2 separate regions of the Capra hircus genome follow, and region 1 is linked to region 2. Evidence: chromatin contacts called from public Hi-C data. All regions are on one chromosome and are shown on one strand. The core of a region is the stretch at or near the end of the contact, and the rest is flanking DNA. Distances in the headings are between cores, read along the strand shown.

Evidence for each region. A called contact is a pair of places that touch in the nucleus more often than the background predicts.
Region 1: a Hi-C map of blood shows a contact between it and region 2, with 3 times the contacts expected there. The contact joins the enhancer-like site here to the promoter of LSM1 in region 2. A contact is called at or near these places in 4 of 5 Hi-C or Micro-C datasets (blood and liver).

What each region holds. Positions count from the first base shown.
Region 1 is chr27:12,373,187-12,376,942 of ARS1.2, reverse strand. It overlaps ASH2L (set1/Ash2 histone methyltransferase complex subunit ASH2), which reads left to right. Exons shown (of 16, transcript XM_018041986.1): 9 at 2,132-2,225; 10 at 2,921-3,138. Among named protein-coding and RNA genes, the nearest start is that of ASH2L, 15 kb to the left of the region's middle. Within about 2 kb of position 2,307, at least 2 of the 5 cell types and tissues checked have an H3K27ac peak or open chromatin away from gene starts, as enhancers often do.
Region 2 is chr27:12,319,879-12,324,027 of ARS1.2, reverse strand. It overlaps LSM1 (U6 snRNA-associated Sm-like protein LSm1), which reads right to left and starts at 2,521. Exons shown (of 4, transcript XM_005698830.3): 1 at 2,083-2,521. The coding sequence starts at 2,128. It overlaps BAG4 (BAG family molecular chaperone regulator 4), which reads left to right and starts at 2,561. Exons shown (of 5, transcript XM_018041795.1): 1 at 2,561-2,950. The coding sequence starts at 2,681.

The DNA of each region.
Region 1 (3,756 bases), core at 1,058-3,557, 53 kb before region 2:
TGTACGCTATTCAATCCACATGTGCCTAGAATTGGGCAGTCTCTGGACTGATTCTTGACTAGGTATTTACTAAGATGCTTTAAAGTCCAAATCTCAATTTTTAGGGGCTAACTATGGATTTGAGCAATGATAGCAGAGGAGAAATTTTTGTTACGTTACACCACAGTTTGGTCTTAAGTGAAACATTTAACATAAAACGAGGTACAATTTTAAGGTCAGATTTACTGAGTTTATATTCGACTCCCCATCTGTATCTTCATAACTAACACTTAATTTAGGTTCACGTGCTTTGCACTCAAATTTTCCTTAATTCTACTGTTTTTTAACTTCCTACCCATCTTCTAATTTTTCTTGCCCTAAATCTTTAGCTTATGCACATGACACCGTTTCTGTGTTGACCACCCACTGTAGCATGTTTTTCTGTCTAACCCCTCTAAGAGCAGGACAGCCCTTTGCTACTAATGGCAACAAATTGAAAGCAGATATAATGGGGAGGTAGCCAGCTCTTCATCTGACATATGGTGTCGCTACCTTCTCTTCTGGAGTGATAGGGTCTTAAATATGTAACCATTTCCACTGTTACTAATATAACTAAGTGTGCTGTTCATCTCTTTACGTTATTTTTCTCCTTTCTGTTAAAGTTTGACAAATACACGGTGCCACTTCTGTTCTTACAGGTGGAGCCTCTTTTGGAGGTGAATTCCTCCTCTGTCTTCTTTCAGCCTCTCAGACTTAAGTATTTTGTGGTTTGGAAGATGCTTTTTGCTGAGTTGTGATAGAAGCTGAAACTGAGTTAAGATTGTAAAGCCTTGTGGAGTTGGTGGCAGTAGCACTTGATATGAAACAGTAGTTCCGGTTTAATGTTAGTAATTGGAAGCTTGTACGTTGTCATATTCTGCCTCACATGTCCAGCAGTCCTCTTTAGTGTTGCTTGATTTTTTCAACGTGGATCTAAAACTTGTCTCAAAATAATTGAAATGCAGTGCCAATAAAACCTTAACAGTTTTTTTGAATAAGGTAACAAACTATAGAGGTGTTGATATTTTAACAGTTCAACATTAAGCCTTTTATGAGGACGGGATGACACCAGATATGTTCATAAAAGGAAGTTCAGCATAAATCTGGTCCTGTCTGTGCAGAATATGACCTGCCTTCAATGTCTTGATCCTCTTTTTATTGCAGCAGAACTGCTGATAATTTCCAAGCTTGCCCCAAATTAAGATATAGTACTTCATGCAGTTGTTACGTAAAGGTGTTTTCCTACAGTTCAGGGATGTTTCCTGGAAGTTGGACAAATAAACTAATTGAGAGGAATGACAACTGGACAAAAATTTCAAAGCACCTATTTCAGAAGTGCCCAAGGTAGTATTCCTTGTGGCTTTTAATATGTAGCTTGTTTCTTTTTTTATTTACAAATTCTCTATCTGTATTTTCTCTTAATTCCACAAGCCAGATTCGTCAAACCTAAATTTGATGCGTTGGCACAATTTTAATAATTGTAAAGATTGCTGACTAAATTTAAAGCTGCCTTTCCTGCTTGTGTCATGAACAACCACACCAGATGCCTAGAAGCACTGAAGAGAAACACCTTTTTAGTATTTCTGTTTTTTGTTTCCACGTTTGATGTACTTCTGTTTTGCTGGAAGTTCAAGTTCAGCGCTTTAGCAGATCCTGTGCCTCTCTCATGTTTATGGACTATGCTGTGTGTAGTTCATGCAAGCGAGCATCCCTTCAGTGAGGATGTTCTCCTTATGGATGTTCGTATTGATTTGAGTGGGAAAAAACTACCCACGCAGTTACTTCTAGCTGTGGGTGTCTGCCGTCTGAGTGAGTGAAAATGCATTTGTGTCTCATCCTTGGAAAGTGTTCCCGGAGCTGCAGTTCATTTAGGAAGCAAGGGGCACAGCTGTAACCCAGGAGTCATTAGTGCTGGGTTCACTGGAGCTGCTGCCAGAACGCAGCATTCTGGGCTAGGAGCCACCCGGCAGACTCAGGCGAACCAGGGTGAAGTCCTATATGCTTCCGGGCAGGAAATCCTGTGGTGTCACACAAATGCACGCTGGGAGTGTTCGTCCCTGGGGAGCTGTCCCCTGTCACAGCTCACTGAAGGTGATCTGCCTTCTCTTCAAAGGCGGTATTGCAGCAGGAAGCAGTGGGAAAGGCAGAGGAGCCAAGCGCAAACAGCAGGACGGCAGCACCGCGGGGACCACCAAGAAGGCCCGGAGGTGAACACCCCCTGCCTGCCCCTTACCGAGGGCTGCAGAGCCCCTCAGTGAGGCAAGAGATCAGCTGTCTGCAGGCGCAAGCCTACCCCTTGTTCTCAAATCTTAAACAGTTTGAGGGGTCAAATAGCCCCAGACTAGGCGCCCTGTTTGGGGAACTCGTTTCTAAATGAAACAACCCCAGGGAAGCACCCTGTGATGATTGACCTGGGCGTGAAGTTCTGCTAAGGCATCTTGAGAAAGGATAGATGGACCAGAGGCAGTGAAAGAAACCAATATTGAATGTCAGCTCTTTTACAGTAAACTTTCTGCCTGTCCCCTGATAGCTCTTCCCTTCACTTGGTTCAGTACTGGGGTGACGAAATCCAGGTCATTTCTTATTCAGACTGGAAACAGGTAGTGGGTGTTCATATCTCTGAGTTTCTGTTTATTAGTCATAGTAATAAACATGCTGAAGGAAACCGCCCTTGTTCCTCTGTGCCCTGTCTCCCCTGGCTTAGTTGCATACCAAGATAAAGTAGTTTTCATTTCCCCATCTTGCCTGCAGAGGGCAGAATGATCTATTTGAATAAGGAAAAACATTTGAAGTTGCCGGTGTTCAGTTGAAACCGAATACAGCAGAGGCCTAACAGAATTGAAGGCACGTGAGCTAGAGGAGGGGGTTGTAGTTTCTTGATTTTATTTTTTCCTTTCTGCAGTGACCCTTTGTTTTCTGCTCAGCGTCTTCCCCCTCATGGCTACCCCTTGGAACACCCGTTTAACAAAGATGGCTATCGCTATATTCTAGCTGAGCCCGATCCCCACGCCCCTGACCCTGAGAAGCTCGAACTCGACTGCTGGGCAGGAAAACCGATTCCGGGAGACCTCTACAGAGCCTGCTTATATGAACGGGTTTTGTTAGCCCTCCATGATCGAGGTGGGTAAGCTGTTAATGTTTGTGCTGGGCCCTGTGTTGCTCAGAACTACCATCGTCAGCTCTGTCCTGTCTAGAATTAGACAGACATGCCAATCTAATCCTCACCCCATCTCTAACTAGACTCAGCCAGAATGCAAGAAGTCATTTCCTTCTTTGTCTGTCCTTATAAGCTCTAGCCATTTATATACAGAATACTTTTTTTAAAATTTTCTATTTTGAACTAAATTTAACTTACAGTAAAGTTGCAAAAATAATAGAATTTCCATATTGAAAGTGAAAGTGTTAGTCGCTCAGTCATGTCCAACTTTTTGTGACCCCATGGACCATATAGCCTGCCAGGCTCCTCTGTCAATGGAATTTCCCAGTCAGGAATACTGGAGCAGGTTGCCATTTCCTTCTCCAGGGGGTCTCCCTGACCCAGGGATTGAACCTGCTTCTCCCGCGTTGCAGACAGATTCTTTACTGTCTGAACCACCAGGCTGCAGGACACAAAGTACTAGAACTTTCATATATCTGTCATCAAAGTTCTCCTAATGGTGAGATCTCACACAGCCACAGTACAGTTATCAAAAGCAGGAGATGGGACTTCCTTGGAGGTCCAGTGGTTACGAATCTGAG
Region 2 (4,149 bases), core at 1,272-3,771:
GCAGAGATGGGACGGGAGAGGCTGAGAGGATCAAGACACTGCAGTTATAAGGGATGGAATTGGTCAACCAAGTGTGTTTGTATATGTGGATATGTGTGTGAGAGAGTGGGAAGCTGAAGAGATGGGTTAAAGATGATGCAGGAATTTTGAGTCATCTTGTCAGGGAGGACTATGTACCAAAAGTTAGGGGTGAAAGAAGCAAGATCCCATGGAAGGTGTTTTGCTGTTGTGATTCTCAAGTGGTATCAAGACACCGCTGCAGAAACGTCAGCTGGCAACTGGAGATGTAAGACTGGAAGGCCAAAGAGCAATTTTTGATATGCCCACAAAGAAGAGATATCATTATTAAAGTCCAGGAACTCTCCTAGAGATTTAAAGAAAGCAGCAGCCAAAGATGGAACCTAGGAGTCCATTTATTTTAGGGAACAATAACTGTTGCAGAGATAAGAAAATCAAGGACCAATGTTGGAAAAATCAAGAAAATGAAGAATCCTATGATGATGGCATCACAGTGCCAAAAAGGGGAACGAATGCATTAGACAGATGTTTTTTAAGATTGCAGTTTCATTAGTGTGTTGACAAAAAAACCTGACTGTAGGGTGACAGAGGTGGTCTACTCCAGGTAGCCAGGAAATAGTTAAAATGGGAGATGATTTAAGAGGTTTGGGGGTACAGATGTGAAAAAAGGAATGGGAATTTGATGGTGAAATATAACTGAAAAAAAATACGACAGACAAGAACATACATGAGGGGGAGCAAGAAATATGAGAGAAAAAGGGTATTAATGGATTCCAGAAGCAGCTGGAAGGAAAAATAAATAAGACACAGACTGAAAGGGAGGAATACTTCCAACTGAGATGCCAGGATGGGTGAAAATACAGGAAGACTGAGGAGAGAGGAGGAAAGTGTGTCTGTGTGTTGCACTGAAGGCTGGATATGAAATGATTTGAAACCATTCAATAAAGGAGGAGCTTGGAATCTGCAAAATGGGGTTAGAGACTTGAGAAAAACAATTATTTTTGTTAGAATGGCAGGATGTGTTAGGGATCTCAAATAACTCAGATACATAACTAGAGAGGTGAGGGCACCATCCTCAGACAACTAGAATTAAAGATTTCATTACATGTTACAGACAGGCCTGTACAGTGGTTATTCACACATGAATTTGATCCAAGCTACACTACATTCCCTTCAGTAGCAAAATCACTAATTTGCATCTAAAGAGTGATTTCAGAGGATAGGAAGAGGATTTCATCACAAATTCACTCTTTACATACACAGTAACTGCAAAAAATTGCTGAACTTGTTTGGAACTGTGTGGTAAATGTTTCACAGCAATTACAAGTTAATGAGACAGATCACACAATTGACACAACTTTAAAAAGTGTTGTTTTAGGAGTAATTCACAGATGAGAGTTTGGAAAAACAAAAGACATCTGATACAACCGAGCTCTTCTTCAGGATAGTGACTTGGAATAAGGGAGGTCTTAACAGCAAGAGAAAACTAACAGAGGAAAAAAAGTAAATTTGAAGTGACTCAGTCTTTCTGGAAAAGTCACTACCTAGTCTGAAAAGCTAAATACTCTCAAACGGTTAAAAGACTGCAAACGGCCACACAGTATAAACCCTACGTTTAGTGCTAATTAAGTCCAACTGCTGTTGTATTACTATTTTCGTTTCTGCAAGAACCCTTTCTCTGAGAATTCTCATTCATCCACCCAGTAACCACCTGGTACTTCGAAATACCACAGGTGGGAGACGATGGACCGGGGAAACGGTAACCTTCACATGTGAGCTTCAGCAGCCGCAACTCTGAAAAGCAAAAATGAATTCTACAGCTTGCCCGGGAGATCCGGTGGAAGCTGCGAGAGGCGGGATACAGGCAGGAGGGGATAAAGTGGCAAACGGTTTGTCCCGTGACTCCCGCATCCTGCGAGGATGCCAACGCCGGAAGTCCAGAACTGGACTAAATACACACCGCCCCCGGCCCGGACTCATTCTATCAGCTTCCTCCTTAAGAGGCATCCTCCTGGGAGGAAGGGTTTGACCCTAGACTTCACTCTGAGGAGATGAACTACTCACTGTCGATGTCCTCGATGAGGCTGGCGGTGCCAGGCATATAGTTCATTTTGAGTCGAGACAGAGCTGCAGCGTATAGCGGCGGTGGGCCAGCGCGTCCCACACCTCCTTCCTCCCACCGCGGTCGCCGCCTTTGCGGGACCGGGACAGGAACCGGACCCGGACAAACGCCGCCGCCCCGGCTTTCAGTAGCCGGGGCCTGCCGGAAACGCCGCCATGTTACCCCACCCACTTCCGGCACCACGTCCCCGCCCTCAGGAAGAGGCGGGACCGTCCATGTGGTTTCCCCCGCCCCAGGATACCCTTTACATATCCCTGACGAGAAGGGGAAGAGGAGTCTAGGCTGCACGGACAGTGCGGAGGTGCGTTCTCCCTTTTAAGGAACGCTCGTTCTCCTGCTTCTTAGACCCCAGAGTCACGGACAGCCGCCCTCGTCCTCTTAGGACGCGGAAGTGAAGGGGGGCGGGATCCTGCCTAGGATTGGCTGTTGCAGGCCGACCCCCTTTCCCTGTGGTCCATTCACGCTCCCCCGTCGGCGCCTGCGCGGTGGGCCGGCCGTGAGGGGCGGGGGGCCGGGAAGCGCCTGGGGGCGGCGGAGCCCATGTCGGCCTTGAGGCGCTCGGGCTACGGCCCCAGTGACGGCCCGTCTTATGGCCGCTACTACGGGCCTGGGGGTGGAGATGTGCCGGTGCACCCGCCTCCGCCCATCTACCCCCCGCGCCCCGAGCCTCCCCAGCCTGCCATTTCCTGGCGGGGGCGCGGGGGCGGCCCGGCGGAGACCACCTGGCCGGGGGAAGGCGGAGGAGGCGATGGCTACTACGCGTCTGGAGGCGCCTGGTCAGAGCCGGGTCGTGCTGGCGGAGGCCACCAGGTGAGCTTTGCGCCACCGGTCCCCAGGGTGGAGTGGGGGGGGTCCGATAGGGGAATCTTTGGGGGTGAGGGCCATTGGGATTGATACAGCTCCCAAGAGTTCGTAATGAATTGGGTTTCGTGCGTTGTCCTAATACGGCTTTGGAGAGACAAGAGACTAGGATCGTGGGTGGGGGTATATGCTTGTGTTTTCTTTGCCCCTCCTCTTGTGCTTCAGCCGTAATAAATATCTTCTTACCGGGAAAAAAATCCTGCGCTGAACCTGCTGAGTTGCAGGCTGCGAATCTCTCATCTTGGGGAAGAGGTTGGGCTGGAGTGACCTGGCTTTGCTTTTCCAATCCTCACAATTTATCCTGCGTGGTTCGTGGGGGCCGCCTCTCTCCGAGGAGGGATGTGGCTGCAGCCCCCTCCCGCTGGGAAGGAACGCGAAGGAAAGGGAGGGATCTGGGCATTTAGCCCTTTGCCCCTAAAGCATTGCCGGGTATTGAATCACCGATCATCATCAGTGTTGGAAAGCACCTGTCCGTGGGTTGTATGTAATCTTAACGGTGACTGCAACGTAGATGTCATCACAGCGTCCCTATTTTACGGTGGAAGAACTGCTGACAGTGAAAGGTTAACTCACTTGCTCAATATATTCAGACCTCTGACATTTTATTCTGTGTCGTCGTGCCGGAAATATACTTCTGTTTTGTTAATGCAATATTCTTCGTAGAGGATTACGGTTCTATGGTGAGGGCACACCTCTCCTTGTCTTCAGGAATTATAACATTCTCATTGGTTGAAATGTAATAATGAAATTCCCAGACATTGCTGGTGGAAATGTAAAATGGTTCAGTGTTTTGGAAAACGGTTTGGCAGTTCCTAAAAACGTTAAGGTGTACTGTTAGCAAGCCTGCTGCTAGATATATACCCAAGAGAACTGAAAACATGTCCACATAAGATCCGGTACACACATGTTCATAGCAACTTTATTTATAATAGCCAAAAAAGGGAAATATCCCAAATGCTCATCAACTGAAGAATTGATAAAATATAGTATATTCATACCCCTGGAGGGAATGGCAACTCACTCCAGTATTCTTGCTTGGAGAATCCCTATGGACAGAGGAGCCTGTGGGCTACAGCGCATAGCATCGCAAAGAGTCAGAGAGGACTGAAGGACTAAGGACAGCACAGCACAGTGTATTTATACAACGA